Regions from separate parts of the Mus musculus genome. Here region 2 is linked to region 1. Evidence: chromatin contacts called from public HiChIP or PLAC-seq data. All regions are on one chromosome and are shown on one strand. The core of a region is the stretch at or near the end of the contact, and the rest is flanking DNA. Distances in the headings are between cores, read along the strand shown. Region 1 holds the start of Arfgap3 (ADP-ribosylation factor GTPase activating protein 3). Region 2 overlaps Tspo (translocator protein).

Evidence for each region. HiChIP or PLAC-seq counts read pairs in DNA pulled down with a chosen protein or histone mark.
Region 2: a FOXA1 HiChIP or PLAC-seq map of pancreatic cancer cells shows a contact between it and region 1. The contact joins the enhancer-like site here to the promoter of Arfgap3 in region 1. A contact is called at or near these places in 3 of 39 promoter capture datasets (erythroid cells, liver and neutrophils), 1 of 484 Hi-C or Micro-C datasets (neutrophils), 8 of 115 datasets of contacts at active chromatin or transcription factors (acute myeloid leukemia, bone marrow-derived dendritic cells, bone marrow-derived macrophages and 5 more) and 3 of 9 other capture datasets (adipose tissue, liver and macrophages).

Annotation. Positions count from the first base shown.
Region 1 is chr15:83,348,977-83,351,676 of GRCm38.p6, reverse strand. Arfgap3 (ADP-ribosylation factor GTPase activating protein 3) reads left to right here and starts at 1,430. Exons shown (of 16, transcript NM_001357756.1): 1 at 1,430-1,596. The coding sequence starts at 1,528.
Region 2 is chr15:83,573,816-83,576,515 of GRCm38.p6, reverse strand. Tspo (translocator protein) reads right to left here. Exons shown (of 4, transcript NM_009775.4): 4 at 2,313-2,700. The coding sequence ends at 2,558. It overlaps Ttll12 (tubulin tyrosine ligase-like family, member 12), which reads left to right. Exons shown (of 14, transcript NM_183017.2): 14 at 1-1,422. Among named protein-coding and RNA genes, the nearest start is that of Tspo, 12 kb to the right of the region's middle. Within about 2 kb of position 1,260, at least 66 of the 459 cell types and tissues checked have an H3K27ac peak or open chromatin away from gene starts, as enhancers often do. A contact at or near this core is called in adipose tissue and pancreatic cancer cells, where this site is marked.

The sequences.
Region 1 (2,700 bases), core at 181-2,680:
TTCTCCTTGCTAAGAACCGTTAGATTACATTCCTAAAGCTAGCCACCAAGGTTTGTTACGCTATTTGTCCACTTCCTGAGGCTAACATACTAAGGTCCAGCTATCAAAATCCACCCCCTACCTTGGTTCACCTAATTAGCATGCCCCATAAAATAAACTTATCCTAAAGGGGTTTCTTCTTTTACCTTTATGAACTGCCATTTGCCAATACGCCAAGGCTGTCTCTTCTCTATCCAGAAGCAGTCCTTTGTCCCTCTGGAGCAAATAACCCGTCCCCCTCTCCCTCCTTTTCACTTCTTCCTCTTGCTCTATCTCCTGTCTTTGTCTCTTATTCCCTGCCCTTTTGTCACTCTGCTGAGAACTTTGTGTGTCTTGTGCCAGTTCCTGTCCTTGTACAGCCTATATGAGGTCCCAACTTGACACCAAGACCGTTTTCAGAACATCCCTGAAGCTGCAGTGCTGCTCTGGTCAACATATTTCATCTCCAACTCCTTCATACAGGTGAATGCTAGGAAGTGCCTACAGCAGCCCTGCTGGGAAGCAACCAGTTGAACTGGGACAGAAGCTGGGGCTTAGCACTTGATACCAAAACCTGTTTTTCTTCTATTATGCTCTACCTAAGGTCATGTTTGCCAGCTGCTCCACCCTGACCGCTGTAAAAGAGGCACCTGCTCCCAAGCTCAAACCTTCCAGCTACTAATATTATCCAAGGTTTAACTGGAGCCCCAAGCACTAAACACAGACTTGTTTCTGGTCTTTCTAGACTTCTCAGTTCTGACCCTGATAGAACTTGTTGCCTACAGGCAAGCACTCTCTCTCCGTGAACAGAACAGACTTTATAATTACAAGATTATCAAGCCAGTATGGCTTGGTGCAGACCTGTAATCTGAGCAGCAAGACGCTAAAACAGGAATATCTCCAGTTCAAGTCCAGCCTTGGACTACACAGTGTGCTCTAGGCCAGCCTGGGTTTCCCAGATGGGAGAGAGAAAAATGGGACAGCAGTTTCCTGTAGGTTATCACTCAGGGCTTGACTTTAGCTGAGAAAGAGTACAAACACACACTACTACTATGCAGGATCCATGAGGATGAGACCTGCTGGCTCTCCCATCCTGAGGGATAGGTGTGAGACTGGCCACGGGCCGGCAACGGTATGCTGGTGAGTCCGGTGGGTAAGCCCGATGCTCCCTGCGCAAAGCCTGGGGTTCCTATCCCACACTGCAGGACCCTAACTAACGCTGAGATCTGGGGAAGGTTTGCGGAGGGGTGGGAGTTGTCCGAGCGTCCGCGCATGCGCCTGCCGCGCCCGACTTCGAAATTGGAACCCGGAGAAACCAGTGGCGCCGAGGGACCTCACCGAGTGAAGGAGAACGGCGCGTGCGCCCGCTTGTGGGCGGAGCCTGGGCGCGGCAGGGGCGGGGCTTGTCGTCACGCGCAGCCCCGCCCCTCGGTCTCCGGGAGGCGGCAACCGCTACTCCTTGTCTCTTCCCGGTTGTCGGGGACTGCTTCACCTCAGTTCTCAGTGACTATGGGGGACCCCAGCAAGCAGGACATCCTGGCCATCTTCAAGCGCCTGCGCTCGGTGCCCACTAACAAGGTAACGGCCGCAGGCGGGCTTGGGACCCCGCGGCCCGCCGGACCCCGGTGTGGCCGCGGCCGTGGGAGGAGCCGCCCGGCCTGTGACACGTCGCACTGTGGGCCTGGCAGCCGCCGCTCCCCAACCTTCGTCAGCAAGGGGAGGAAAAGGGGGCGCCCACCAGGGGCTTAGCGCCTGGGGCACAGGGACATGGGCATCCGGAGGATGTCCAGGACTAAAAGGCAGAGAGCCTGGGGTCACAGGACTGGGGCATGGACATCTGGGATGTCTAGCATCCTAGGGCAGAGCGTCTGGGGTCACAGGGGGGGCTGGGACATGGACAGTTGGGGTGTCCGCCACCAGAGGCCAGAACACCTGGGGATAGACAGAAGACTGGGGCATGGACATCTGGAACAGGAGACCAGTGCATTTCATGGCAGAGAGAGGACTGGGGTATGGACCTCTAGGAGTGTCCAGGTTACCCAGACGCCAGACTACCTGGGGGCTTAGAGAGAAGGCTAGTTCATAGCATCTAGGGGTGTCTAGGGGTCTGGAGAACAGAGCACCTTGACCCAGAAGCACAGACATGGTAGGGTGGAGGAAACAGATGTTGGAAGTGTGTAGCTGGGCTCTGAGAAGGCTGGTGAGGCAGAGTTCACTCCTTCTGGCCTCTGTGAACAAAGGTAAAAATCCCAGCCACCTAGACCCAGGGGTCAGAACTCTAAGTGGTGCTAAGTTCTGGGAAAGAAGGGCTTCTCCCCCCACCATGGACCTTGTCTTGAGTGTTCTTCAGGGCTGGGGACCTGTTGGATTTTTGTCACCATTGTCCTTCGGTGGCAGCCTGTTTCCCAGTCCAGTAGAGCTAAGGTTCTCTTCCCTGGTTGCCAGCTCTCTGGGTTCCTGAGGAAGCTCACTAAAACTCACGTTCATCCCTCTGTAGGTTGAGGTCTGTCCCTACAATTTTTTTCTTCCCCTTATGTGACCCCCCCCACACACACACACACACAGACCCCACCCCCAACCACTGGGCCTCATAACTTTTAGCATGTGGCTGGCAGTGTTGTTTTGATACACAGGGTTAAGGTGTCTACTTCCTTAGGATGACGGAGTAGGGTGGAACCCGAG
Region 2 (2,700 bases), core at 11-2,510, 230 kb before region 1:
TTCGACGAGGGAAGTGTTTGGGAACCCGGTATCCACAAGGGCCAGGGAGTACTCTCAGAATCTCTGCCCTCCTGTCCCATGGCTGCTGCAAGCAGGGTACGGGAACCCTGTGTTGCACCCACAGGCCCCAGAACAGCCAAGGGGAAACATTTGCCAACCCGGCCTTATGCCTCGGCATCCTCCGCCAGAGCCTTCACCAGCAGACTTCTCAGCCATGCCTACCCTGGGTGTTTCCCTTCTGGGAAGCTGGGCTATGCAGAGTCCCATGGTCTCTGCATGTTGGTACCTCACCAAGTCCCACTGTGCTCTTGTGGTAGACAGGGTGCTAGGTTGCTCTAGGGCTGTGACATTTCATGGCAGAATCCAAGCAGGAGTGGCTGTGGAAATGCCAGAGCGGCTAAGATGGCTCTGGAGAGAACTTCATGTGGGAATCAGGCTGCCTCTTGCCAAAGTTCAGAGTCCTAGTGTTAAGGTTTTGGGTTTGGTTTTCCTTCAACCTGCAGGAAAGACAATGTTACGTGGAGTTCCTAATTTTGTTGCTGGAATTTGAAGTCAGCCACCATTGCTTCTGTAACTGCTGGGCGCTGGGATCCTGCCCCCAGGAAGTTAAGAGTGGGCAGGAGCTCCTTCCAGATGTCCTACTGTTCGGGTGGGACACTGTGGTGGCTGTTGTACTTGTGAAGGTAAAAGTGACCTTCTCTTAGCATGACTGGACATGGTTCTTCCTGCTCATCTCTGGGCTTGTAGGCCACCTGTTAGGGAGCCTGCCCCCGCCACCATCAGGGTCAGGGTAGAGACACTTGTGGTGGTCGCACCCCTGGAAAGCGGCTGGCATCTGCCCTTTTATACTGCAGTAAAATACGCCTCCTTTCCACCTGGTCTTTTCTCTTTGGGGCCCTAGAGGCCTGGGCTGGGCTGGCAGGGCGGCTGTGTCCCTCCAAGGTTGCAAGCAGACCCAACATGTCACCACGTGTGCTTTGAGAAATGAGAAGGAAAAGAAAGACCTCCGAGCTCCCTAAGGCAGTCTAGCTTCCTAGTTAGAGTCCCAGTTCCAAGCTGGAGAAGAGATCTGACCTGACCAGTCCACACTACCAACCCAAGGGGGCGTTGGGGGCCGCAGGGTCTGAGGCTTGGTCCCACCTGGTGGCCTTGAGAAATAGCATTCTCTATGTTACCTCCTTGTTCTGGAGTGGGGATGAGAGGCCATAATTCATGAGGTAGTCAAGAGGCTCTGGGGGCTGGCAGAGGACCAGCAAGACAGCTCACCGAGTAAAAATGCCTGCTGCCAAGCCTGAAGACTTCCCTGGGAGCTACAGGAGAGAGAACCAACTCCCACGGGTTGTCCTCTGACCTCCATGTGTATACCATGGGACATGTGACTGGACAGGCATGTACACACAAAAATATAATTTAAAAGTCTTCTAAAGAAGTCAGGTACTTCACATGCACCAGCTGGCCCAGCATCAGGCTTGGCCACCAGCCAGTTGTAGAGACAGTGGTTATACCTCTGACAAATCCTCCTGGTATTCATCCACACCCTGGTCGCTCTCTCCACTTAAGGGGTCATCAAAGGCCAGCACGTGCTCAAGGTGGGCATGTGCAGCAGGCTGGAGAGCCTAGGTAGCCACAGCGGTGTTGCTGAAGAAGGAAGTAGGCAGCTGAGCTCTGTAGGCCCTGGCCTGGCCGCCTGGGAGATGCCAGTGGCTGACCACAAACTCAAGTGTTTCTAGCACCCTCTAATCCTAAATCAACATGGCTTCCATGCTGACAGTTGGCTGGGGTAAAAGTTTAAGGCCTGTGCTGTGGGAATAAGCACAAGCCAGAGACCAGTCTAAACCAGTAGGCCAAGTGCCCTTCTCATTAAAGGCTGCAGAAAGCCATTGTCATCTGAGCTGGTGACAGCATAGAAGAGAAGGTGCCTCCAGTGGTGGGCAAGGGAAGCACATTTGTAGGTGGCGCGTGACCCCCATTTCAGATCACTAGGGAGTTGCTGGAGCGCTATGAAGAGCACTGCCAAGAAGCCCTTCCCAAGTCTTGGGTGCACTACCCATCAAAATGTCCAACATGGTTGCCTGTGATACCTGATGGGTCATTTGTGCCCTGTATACCCATGAGGCCTATGGAAGCAGGCTGAAGCAGGTGAAAGGGTGCTGGAATTTACCCTCTTCCTGCCAGTTGGGTCACCCTAGGTGGAGAACCTGGGTGGTACCAGCCCAGACAGGCCCAGCCTCAGCAGCAGAACCATCCTGCTTAGCTGCCACCCACCATCTGCCTGTCCAACAGGCCAGATGTTCCACTAAGTACAGAGTCTGTTACACATGAAGTTAGAGACTTTATTTAGCTTTAAAACACCATGCTCTAAGGGCATGCCTGGAGCAGTGCAGAAAGGCAGGTATAACTGTGTCTGCAGGAGACTCGGCACTGACCACCCTAACCTACCTGGTGGCTTCCTGGGCTAAGACCAGGTAGACCAGCAGGCCCAATGGTCATAAAAGCATGATGGCTGCCACCCATGGTGCCTGGCTGGCAGGGCTGCATTCCTGATGGCTGGGTGCCTTCACTCTGGGAGCCGGGAGCCCCCTCGCCGGCCAGAGTTATCACGCCATACATAGTAGTTGAGCACGGTGGCAAAAGCCAGCCAGGCCAGGTAAGGGTACAGCAAGCGGGCAGCCGGCGGGCTCACTCGGTGCCAAGCCAGGG